Regions from separate parts of the Columba livia genome. Here region 1 is linked to region 2. The links are chromatin contacts, called in public Hi-C maps. All regions are on one chromosome and are shown on one strand. The core of a region is the stretch at or near the end of the contact, and the rest is flanking DNA. Distances in the headings are between cores, read along the strand shown.

Evidence for each region. Hi-C and Micro-C count contacts between places; a contact is called where the count stands out from the background.
Region 1: a Hi-C map of liver shows a contact between it and region 2, with 2.5 times the contacts expected there. The contact joins the enhancer-like site here to the promoter of UBTD2 in region 2. A contact is called at or near these places in 2 of 2 Hi-C or Micro-C datasets (crop and liver).

Annotation. Positions count from the first base shown.
Region 1 is chr14:2,504,041-2,510,118 of bColLiv1.pat.W.v2, forward strand. SH3PXD2B (SH3 and PX domains 2B) reads left to right here. Exons shown (of 16, transcript XM_065029511.1): 12 at 871-988; 13 at 2,253-2,479; 14 at 3,020-3,069; 15 at 3,539-3,664; 16 at 4,594-6,078. Among named protein-coding and RNA genes, the nearest start is that of SH3PXD2B, 65 kb to the left of the region's middle. Within about 2 kb of position 1,736, at least 1 of the 3 cell types and tissues checked has an H3K27ac peak away from gene starts, as active enhancers do.
Region 2 is chr14:2,331,522-2,336,773 of bColLiv1.pat.W.v2, forward strand. UBTD2 (ubiquitin domain containing 2) reads left to right here and starts at 2,463. Exons shown (of 4, transcript XR_010466091.1): 1 at 2,463-2,623.

The DNA.
Region 1 (6,078 bases), core at 486-2,985, 170 kb after region 2:
GCTGTGCTCTTCCAACAAGGCAAATCCAGGAAACCTGCATGGTGGGGATATATAAATATCCAGAGGTGTGGGTTTTGAAAGCCAAAATGACCGTCATGCTCTTGTGGCACTGCTTAAGCTCAGGCAATTACTTTCCTGGGTTTCTTCCAGAGAGGACAGAACAAGGTGAGGGAGAGGGAGGGAGGGAAGGAGGGAGGGATGGATGGATGGATGGACGGACGGACCTGTTTGACATGTTGTCTGCATGGCTGCTAAGATGTTTCCCCTTCCTCTTGAAGGGAAGAGCATCCATGTCCCTGCTTACCATCATTTAGTCCAGTGAACAGGACATCAGACTCTCCTCTAGGCTCACCACCAATGTCTTGGCGGATCAAACTGTTGAATGGGGAAGTTCACATTAGAGCTGCTGTTGCAGAGCGGTTTGAGAGCTGTGTGTGAGAGCACGTTGGTGTGTGTGGGGTCACTTCCTGATGTCTGTGGGATTTCTTTCCCTGTATAGAAGACAATTCTTCTTTAAAGGCTCCAAGGAAGAAATATGAAATGGATGAGTGGAAGGGCTTCTGTGAAGAGCAGGTGAAAAGAGAGCTGCTGTATATAAGATAGTCTTTAGTCCTAAGGGAGAGGAGGAACTGGTTTAGACAACTTTTTGGGCCAGACTAGCTCACCAAAGCTTACACTTCAAAATGCAGCTGAGTTTGTTTTGAAATATATTTCACTGGCATTTCTCTTCTGAATGGTTGTGTCTCTCTGTGTGTTTGCACCTGTATTACAACAAGAATTATCATTTATATAAAGCACTTAACCATCATTCAGCTGAGCCCAGGTTTCCATAAAGAGTATCTCTGTGAAACGGCGCTTTCTTTCCGACAGAGGAGAAGTACACCGTTATTTACCCGTACACCGCCAGAGACCAGGATGAAATGAACCTGGACCGAGGGGCTGTGGTGGAGGTGATCCAGAAGAACCTGGAGGGCTGGTGGAAAATCAGGTACCGTCCCTACCTCTTCCTCGTCCCCAGCACAGCAGCTGGGGCTGTGCAATGCAAAGACCTGATGCACAGGGGATGTTCATTCCAAAGACGAGTGTTGGGAAGGGCAGAGTACCAGAACTCTTTGCTCTCCATCCCTAAAACTAAGGCTACTTGACACTCAGGGCTTCGGCCAAGCTCAGCTGTGGTTAAACATCTTTAAAATCCCCTGATTTCCTGTGCTGGGAGGCAGACTGCATCACAGCATCACATGCCCCAGCAGTGCAAAGGGAGCTGGTGTGAACGTTTCTGTTACATCGTGTGCTGCTGATAGGAAAACCAGCGAGTGTCCTGGAGGCAGGCTGCACCCTCTGGCTGTGTTAGGAGGCTCTTGTGGAGAACAACTATTGTTCTGGCCAGCTCTGCTCTGTGAAGAGTGTGCTGAGACCAAAGACACCAAATTGTCCCAAGCTGGTACTTCTTTTCTCCTGGAAGCTCATTTTCTCTCATCTGTGGTCTAGCAAATGGCCAGACTTGAGCAGGGTGGGAGCACATGCTGCAATTTTCTTAACCTTACATTGAACCTGTGGTCTTGGCAGCAACAAAGCTCCAGAAAAACGTCCATTGACTTTTTAGGAGAGGCAGAGGAGAGCTGCCACGGGAGCTCTAAAGGCAAACACAAGCTCAGTAGCTGGTGCCATCTCAGCGTAGCGTCTGCAGCCCAGCCAGCGGGGAGGGTTCCTGACACTGGCGCAGGACCCTCCAGCATGGCAGGGACACTCTGCCGATGTGGTTTCTCAGTCAGATCACGGGGCTGGTTTCTCTCCTAAACAGTGCAAATTCAGGGGAGGGATCTGTGCTGCCAATGCAGGCAAGAGGGCTTATGCTTTCTCCAGACAACAGATACATCAATCCCAGCAGCAGCCCTCTGGTTTTCCCCTCTGCTTCCCATGCCAGTGCGCTTCATTCCTGAACTGGTTCCATTGCTGAGGTCAAAAGGAAATTGGGCTTCGCGTCGTTCCCAGCCCTCGGCCCGCTGGCTGCAGCCGGCGTGCACGGGAGCATTGGTGGCGGCTGGAGGTCTCCAGGTGCCCACGGGCCATAGAGTTTGACACTGGGCAAGCTCGTTTTGCCCAGGTCATGCGGTACCTTCGGCCAGCTCTGGCGCAGGATGTCTGGTGGCTCGGTGCTGCTCGAGCGCAGCGGGTCAGTCCTCTGGGAAGGGCTCATGTCACCGGTGCTGCACGGGGGTTTGTGCAGTGATGCTGCTGTGTTGTCACCGCAGGTACCAGGGCCAGGAAGGCTGGGCCCCCGCCTCCTACCTCAAAAAGGGGAATGGAGAAATGTTCTCGCCGAAGCTGGGGTCAGGCTCCTCCGCTCATTCGTGTGCCTTGGATCTGGATGGCATCTCCCGGCAGCAGGTCGTGGTGAGCCGAGAGAAGGATGGGCTCGCTGGCCAAAGGGATGGGAGATTCGACAGCCGCCCCCTGCCCAATGCTGACATCCGACGCAGTAAGTGACCAGCTGGGAGGAGGCCAGTGGTGGCTGGGGTGTGAGCACAGCCTTTCCTGCAGGCTCTTGGGCGATGTAAGGCAGTGTTGAGGGCGGCAGAAGGCTTGCAGGCGCTGTGAGCTCTGCCACAAGGTCTGGAGGTGGCATTGTGCAGGCACGGTGCTGCCCAGGGGTCTGCTGAGCATCAGCAAATGTGATGAGGACCCTTCCCTGACTGCAGATTCAGCTGGAGATGCTCTTCTCTCAGAAGCTGGGGCATTTTAACCCCTCTGCAGGTCAGGTCTTTTGGGTCAGGCCTGCAATTAAAGACCAGTTTCACATGGTGACCACAGCAGCACCTGATGCAAAGCTGGGATGCCTTCAAAACCTGGGTGACCCATGCCATCAGGGCAGCAGGCAGACAGGTTCCTCCTTTGCTTTCTGTGCTCGTGGGTCAGGCTTGGTCCTAGCCTTTCTGTTTTCTTTTGCACTCGTCTTTCATGAACACACGTGCAACCAAATGCCAGAAACTCAACAGTATCTGAAATTCTTTCTCCACAGAGTCACCAAAGATGAGGCAGAGACCCCCTCCTCGCCGAGACCTCACCATAGTAAGTGCCAGCTGATGTGAGAGAGCAGCAGTGGCAAAGGGAATTAGAGAGGAGCGCTGTAAGGACCTCTGGTCGCTGGTTCTTCTTCGCCTGGGATCTTGCCCCTGTGCCATGGGCTCTGCTCTTGGTCAAGGCTGGAGCACACTTGCTGTCCCCTGCTGCCTTACATCTCCTCTCTTTGCATGTGATCTTTCAATGAACTTTTGGCCAGTCTGTCTCACTAGGCTGGGTGGGAGGCTGCAGAGGGAGGGTGATTCTGCTGTCAGCGAGAGCTCTGGTGCTGAGCAGTTTTCTGCTCAGCCTGGAAACAGTTTGCTGGTTTGTGTTGGTGAGGGACCAGCATGGACACAGCTGGTCTCCCTGGCCTGGCCGTGCTGGCTGGTGTCCCTGCAGGCTGGTGGGTCATGCGGATGTTCCATCACACCTTGTGCAGAAACACACTGGTGGATTTTCTCTTTTCTTGTCATAGCCACGTGGTTTGAACCTGCCTAAACCTCCTGTCCCTCCTCAAGTGGAAGAGGAATATTACACCATCGCTGACTTCCAGACCACCATCCCTGACGGCATCAGCTTCCAGGCAGGAATGAAAGTAGAGGTGAGACTGTCGTCTTCCCTTCTTGCATCTTCCTGTCAGCACAGCGTTCCTGACTCCCTTTGCCCCGGGGCCTGTTTCAGGCAGGAGCTCCCTTGCCAGGCAGGGAAGATCTGCTCACCACGGCGTTCTGGGTGGGAACTGGGCATGGTGGTGCATCTCATTGCCTCCGTGGATTGTTAACATCCCAAAGCTTTCCTGGAGTGGGAGAGAAACCCATATGAGCTCATGAGACTTTGGAGTCCCTGGTGCTCTCGGTGGCCTCCTGTACCCCAGGTATTTGGCTGCTGTGTTGTCTGAGCTAATGGAAATTAAAACCACACCACAAATGGGGGTAGAGATGGCTTTTTTTTTACTTAATTAGGCCAGGTGTGAAGTTAAAAGCCCTTCCAAGCATTGTTCTTCTGGCACACCCACTTTTTCTGGCAGAATCCCTCTTGCAGATGGGATTTTGCTTTTCAAAATGTAAATTGTGCCTCTCTAAGAGGATTTTTCTTTTACGGCTGCCCCAGTCAGCTCCTCCCAGGTCCCAGCCCTGTCTCTGGAGCACACAGAGGCTGGACGGTTGCTGGTCCGTGCAGCATCACTGCCGGTTGATCACTCCAACAGTGCCGCACAGTGGCCACCGCCAGCAGCCGGCATCCTGGTCCTGGCTCCTGGGCGGGATGGTGACAGTTCAGCCACAGCTCTGTGATGTTGGCGTGTCTTTCCTTGACCCCATGGCACGCAGGTCTCCTTCCCTGGCAGAGGTCATAAGCAGGTTCCCCTCCTGCTGGGAGGCCAGTCCTGTGATTACATGGCCTTTGATTACCAGGACAGGGAGGTGCTGGGTCCACATGCCACCCTGACATCATGTCAGAGCCAGCAAGCATCCCCTTTAGTGCAGAGGAGGCTTCTGTGTGGATGTCTGAGGTTTCCTTTCCCCTCGGCAGGTTATTGAGAAGAACCTGAGCGGCTGGTGGTACATTCAGATTGAGGAGAAGGAAGGCTGGGCCCCCGCCACGTTCATCGATAAGTACAAGAAAACCAGCAACGCGTCGAGGCCGAATTTCCTGGCCCCGCTCCCCAACGAGATGGCCCAGCTCCGGCTCGGCGACGCCACGGCTGACAGCAGCACCGGCGAGGAGGTGACGGGACCATGCCGTCCCCTGCCAGAGGCTCCTCCTAATGGTACGGACTGCGGTGGGAAGTGGGCCAAAGACTGGAAGGGGAAGGAGGCTCCCGAGAGTGGGGACCTGGCCCTCACCAGTGGCTATGAGGAGATCTTGGACCGCGACGCAGAGGAGAAGCCCAGCCTGCCACCCAGGAAGGAGTCCATCATTAAATCAGAAGGCGAGTTACTGGAGAGGCAGAGGCCTCCCCCCAAGCCCCCAGGCATGATTTTGCCCATGATCCCACCCAAGCAATCGGTGGCCCCAAAGGACAGCAAGAAGCCTGAGCTGAAACCAGAGAAGGGTAAACTCTTCCAGCTGAAAAACGAAATGGGGCTGGAATGCGGACACAAGGTGTCAGCCAAGGAGGTGAAGAAGCCAAACCTGCGGCCCATTGTCAAGCCAACCAAGCCAAAAGCTGAGCCCGTGGAGGAGAAACCTGAGCCCATTGCCCAGAATCCATTCTTGAAGTCAAGACCGCAGATCAGGCCAAAACCTGCTGCAGCCCCCCGGACTGACCCAGCCCCAGCTGATGATAAACTTGACATTTGCAGCCTGCGGAGCAAGCTCAGACCTGCAAAGTGCCCGGAGAAACCTTCTGAGCAGGACGCTGCTGCCGGCGAAAGTTCCTTGGCTAATGCCACGGTCTCTTCAGAGGCTTCTGGAAGGTTTCAGGAGCGACCGAGCGTGGAGAGCAAACCCCTGCCCAAGGTGGACAGCCACGCCATGAAAGAGGTGCTGCCCAAATCTCCCCTGGGCCCAGCAAACACCCCCGGTGCCAGGGACCCCCCGCCGCAGCGCCCTGTTGTGCCACCCCGCAGACCCCCCCCTCCCAAGAAAACAGGGGCTCCTGCCTCTGGCCCCATGGCGGAGCTCAGGGCCCCAGCACGGGAAGCACCCGAAATCAGGTCATCCCCAGTGCCGGGGAGGCCCATGCTGGTTCCTCCGAAAGCCAAGCCATTCCTCGCTGCCTCCATCCAAGACGAAGCCAAAGTGAAAGGCAGCATAAGCCCAAAGGTCATATCTAAGCCAGTGGAGAGAGGGGAAGCCAAGGAGAGGACCTCAGCCCCTGTCCCCAGTCCGGACATCTCCAGGGATGCTCTCTATGTGGCAGTGGCGGATTTTGAAGGTGATGAGGAAACCAACAGCTTTAAAGAAGGGACTTTGTTTGAAGTTCGTGAGAAGAACAGCAGTGGCTGGTGGTTTTGCAAGGTCCTGACTGGGGGGCCGTGCTGGGAGGGCTGGATCCCTTCCAATTACCTACGG
Region 2 (5,252 bases), core at 1,213-3,712:
GTGGTGGAGACTGATCCCAGTCGCCTTGGTGTGGCTTTCTAAGGGATGGATTACATTAGTTTGCAATCGGCCTAAAAACAATCGCTGGTGGGAATTTTGGAATGGCAGCCAGCGCTCCTCAAAACCGCATCTGACTGTGAGTGCTGCGCATCACGTGGGGCAGGGAAACCTCCACCACGTCGCCTGTGAAAACGGGGCTACAGCCTCATTAGCTTTCAGGGAGAGCCATGCAGAAGTACATCTGAAAATAGCAACTTGCTGAATTTCTTCAGACTCTCTGAGGAGAAAGATGGGCTCAGCATCACACAGCGGTTGGACTCCATGGTCCTTTCCTGCTTCTGCTTCCTGCAGGATCTTTGGCAAATAGCCTCATCTCTCGTGTCTCCCTTTCTCATCTGTCAAAAGATGAAAGAGATCTGGGTAGACTTTCACTGTAAGTGATAAGACTTCAATACTACACTTCTGGGTAGCACTGATAAAAAATCCAAATGTTGATGCCTGAGACAGAAGTTTCAGCATTGGTGCAATTTGCCAGCATCTCATACTAGTTCCCACGCAAGGATGAATCATCAGAGAACAGGGATGTATCATACAGTATCATCATGTGATGGCAAAACCCACCACCATTGACTGCAAGCAAACTGTGAGATCCCAGCTGGAGAGAAAAACTGGTGAAGAGTACAAAATATTTGAATATATAGGAATACAAATGTAGATCCACTTAGGGATTCTCTACATGCTGCATTACCTTGGGCCACGAACCCACCACTCTGGCCCTTCTAGTACAACATGCAGTCCAGCACCTTGTGCCCAAACAAAATCCTTCAGCTGTTTGCACCGTTGGGTTTATGACCCACAAAGAATAATTTCCAACCATAGAGGGTAGTTGTACCTATATGGAACAGTCAATTCACTGCACCATTTAATTTGTGAAATGACATTTCTGATCTTCAAAGTGTTTTACATCCCACATATTGCAGGCAGTTAACAAGTAATAAAGAGTAAGAATTAATTAATCCTAGCCATACACCCAAGAGATATGTAGACAAACATTAATCTACTGATAGAAATAGAGCAACCGAGGTTATGTGACTTGTCCAAGGCCACAGTGGGTGTCTAGGGCAGAGCCGAGATGAGAGCACAGAAACTCGGATTGCAAAGTTCAGTCCTTGCCTCCTGTGAAGCTTATTTTGAGAAGGAATATAATTTTCAAAAGAGATAATACATTTAGAAAAAGTCTTGGTTTGTCTTTTGCACTTTATGAGCACCTTGCAAGTGCTTCCTCTTACCTGGGGTCAGACAGTAAATATTGACTTCGGCCCATCTCGAGTGTTTATATACACACCAGCACATATATGTATGTTTTACAAACAGTGTGAGTGGAGAGCAACAATGTATCTTATGAAAGAGTTCAGTACCAAATACCAGAATAACAAGTGCTGATGTGCTATTGCAAGGCTCAGTTTGGTTTTCTGCTCTTTTACTCATCAGAGCATTGAGCTCTCTTTGTAGCAGAGCTTGTGTGGAGCCCAGAGCTGTTACTACGCTTTATTTTTTGCACTATTTCTCAGTGTTCGGACTTACTGCTGGTTGGTTCAAAGATCGTCAATACATCTGAGAGTGTATGAACCCTAACTCCCTGAACCCATGTCAAGATTGCTGCTGAAACAATATAAGCCGTTGCAGCCCTAAGTGCACAGAAGTAATTTTTTTCTTCTCAGAGGACTGAAGTCAGGTGCTGATTGACCAAGAAGCAGTGACTTTGTTTAGTTTTTATTTTAATTTAAACAGGCAGTCTGTGAACACAAGAGGTGGTTGGATTATTAGGAGGATACAGATTTATCTCTGGGTGCGTGGGTACTTTATTTCCATGTGCAGATGAAATGCGGGAGAGCACGGGAAAACCCGAAACGGCACAGTGAGGAAAAGTAAATACATCTCGCCGCCTGAGGCCCAGCGACCCAGCCAGGCGGGCCCTGCTCCCCGACCCTTGCGCCCTCCGAGCCCGAAGCCGCCCGGGGCCGCTCGGCAGCGCTGCCCGCAGCCGCGGCCGCCGGACCCCGCAACCCCAGACGAAGCCCGCGGCCCTCGACCTCCCCCCCCGGCTGCCCTGTGCCAGCGGCCCGATCCCTGCGGCGGGGCCGATCGCGACGCCCCAGGGCCGTCCGCCAACTTCCACTGGGGCTTCGCCCTGTCCCGCGGGGCCGCCGAGCCCGCTCGGGGATGAGGTGCGGCCGCGGGCTCGGCGGCCTCGGGGCCGCGTTCAGGCCCTGCCCGGCCCGGCCCGCGGGGCGCCTCAGCACAGGGCCAGGCGGACCGGCGGGCCTGCCCGGTGCGGGCCGGGACCAGGGCGAGCCCGAAGCCGGGGCGGGCCCCGGCGGGCCGGAGGCGGAGCCGGGCGGCGGGAGGAGGCCGCGCCTCGGGGGCGGTGTTGCAGACCGAGGAGGCGGCTCCGAAGCCACCGCGCCTGCCCGGCCGGCGGCGGAGCTCGGCTACAGGGGGAGGGGGGTGGGGGGGCGGCTCGGCGGCGGGTCTGCGGGCCGGGCGGGCCCCATGGGCGGGTGTGTGGGCTCCCACCACGACTCCTCGGGCAGCCTCAACGAGAACTCGGACGGCACCGGAGGTGAGTGCCGGACCCCGGGGGTGGGTGGGGGGAGCCGGGCGGGCCGCCCCCGGCGCCGCGGGGGGACCCCGGGGCGGGCGCTGCGGGCCGGGGCCTGCGGCGGGGACGAGCCGGGCGGCGGGCGGGGGAACCGCGCTGGCCTCGCTGGCCTCGGGGCGCCGCGCCCGCCTCCTCCCCCTCCCCGCGCCCGGCCCCGGTGCGGCTGCCCGGGCCGTAACTTTCCCGGGGCGGTGGGAGTGCGCGGGGGCCGCGCTGGGCTCCCCCGGCCGGCACACACCCCCGGGGCTCGGCGGGGGCCGGGCGGGCGCAGCCCCGCGGGCAGGGCGGCCCCGCTGTGGTTGGGGCTCCGCGGAGCGGCCTCTCGGCCGGCCTGGGCGGCTGCTGAAATAGAGACCGGCCGGGGAAAGGGCCTGCCTGGGGCTCCCAAACTTTGTTTTCCTTGGGCTCAGCTCCTTGTGGTGTGCGGAAAAGAATTATTCAGACAACTTAGATCCTGGCACTGCTGCGGGTTGGTTTGTTTGTTTCTTTTTATTTGCTCCAAGTAACATGGATGCTTTCCTCCAGCCAAAATTAACCATGCTAAATAATCAATTTCCAGCGACTTCAGATGCTGGAGCAGCCGAGTGTTGAGGTGCACACCTACTGAGCAAGTGTGGCTTGTGTGGAAACTGCTGCAGTGGAAGCGGCTTTTACCCTTGTGTTTTTCTCTACCTAAATGTGTGAATGATTGCTTTTTCAACGGCCTTGGGTTTGTGGACCCCTGATGTTCTCCTGCTGAGCTGTATATGCTTTATAGTCATTTAAAGGCAGCCTACCAACGGGAAACTTGACTTATAAGTAGTCCTCACACATGCAGGGTCCATAGATTTCAGGTTGAAAATTGCTGACCTAGGTCCACGTTTTCCCATGTGCCTTATGCAATATTATTTATCAGCCTGGTTTCATTTCAGATGCCCCAGCTGGTGGGTGTTCTGTCATATCAGTGACTTTGCTGTCATTCCATAATGTAAAAAAATGCAGCACTTACAATTATATCTGAAGCAGCCACCTGCTGATTAATACCAGATAGAAATACCAGAAAGTCCAGCTGCTAAGAAGTGTGTAGGATGTAGTCACATCGTTGTCATTAAAAGGAATTTTACAGCTGTGACTAGTATGAGTCTTCCTTACTCTTTTCCGTTATTGAAAAAAAAAAGGGGGGGTGGGGGGGAAGAAGTGGGTTATCTAAAATGCATCTGTATTAAGAGGACTTATCAACCAGTAAAAAAATGCAAGAGTTTGAGTGTGGAAAGGATCAGAGCATATTAGAAGTAGAAGAAAAAGAATGGCAGGAATCATCACATACCCAAGAAATCTTGATCAGAAAATACCGTGAAAAGCTACGCCGACGTTTGTTCCTAAACCTGCTTCAGCAGCTAGGTGTTATGAGGTGAGATCATGTCACAGAAATAACCTCGCTTTAATTTCCTCACTCTTATCTTGCCTGTGCTGCCGAATGAATGAGATGATAGGAGGGAAAAAATATCAAGAGTTTGGCTGATATTGTAGAACAGTGTTTTGACACAGGCGGTAGCGGTGCGTGGGGTGGGCAGTATCCATCCAAGGGTCGTCGGGTGCTGTCCTGGATGGACCAGCTGGGAGCGCGTTTCTGCTTGGTGTTTACGCGCCGGGACACGCTGCTGTTTTGGGGTTAAATAACCTATTGTGCTTAGTGCGTTGGAACAGCAGCTGGCTTTTTTGAGATGTAAGAGATGTGAAATGCATGTCAGCTGGCTCGTGTTGATTCATGCTCTAAGGATAATGTTCCTTAAGGTTGTCTCGCTGAAGTGAGAAGTGATGAAATTTCAGTTGAATTATGGGCTTCTTAGGACTGTCTTAAACCATCAGCTCCAGTGTGCAATAGCCTGTTTTGTAACATTACGTATCTGTTCCTGCCTTTCAACAAGAAAAGGGGGTGTAGGTTAAGCTGAAAGAACCTCAGAATATCTTTTATAAATCCAACACCTGAGATGTCAAAGTCCAGTCTGCACTAATTCTCTTGGCTTTACAATATCTGCAAACGTGCTCATGCCAAGTATGAAATGTAACTTGCTCTCTCAAGAGAGAGCGTGTGTCTTGAGGTATCAGCAAGTGAGCCAGCTGAAGCACAAGCACACACGATGTGGTGGTGACTGGACCTGTGCAGAAAGGTGGTTTATTCCTGTTTCCCATATAAGGCTCATTTCCTCCAGCTCCTGAGCTGTGACCTGCCTTGGTGTGTTCACTTGCAGGTTGCTGTCAATGAGCACGGCCAGATCATTTATAAATCTCAGGAAGGTATTTTGGAACAGGAACATCTCACTTCTGACCAGAGTGTTCCCAGTGCTGGACTGATTTGGGGGAGGCTTCATCTTTTCCCCAGACTGGAAAAGTTTTTGGAGAATTACAAGTAGTCAAGTGATTGATTAGATGGTAATAGCTGCACTTGATGCTGTGTCAAAGTGGGAGCTGCGTCTCCAATCTGATTCATACCGGTCTCAATCTATTAGAGTCCTGTGAGGAGCTGGTGGAATCTCGCTCAGTTGTGTCACTGGAGTTGAGACGAGGATTTGTCACATCCCGGTATTCTCCTCGGTCCTTTTGTCAATCA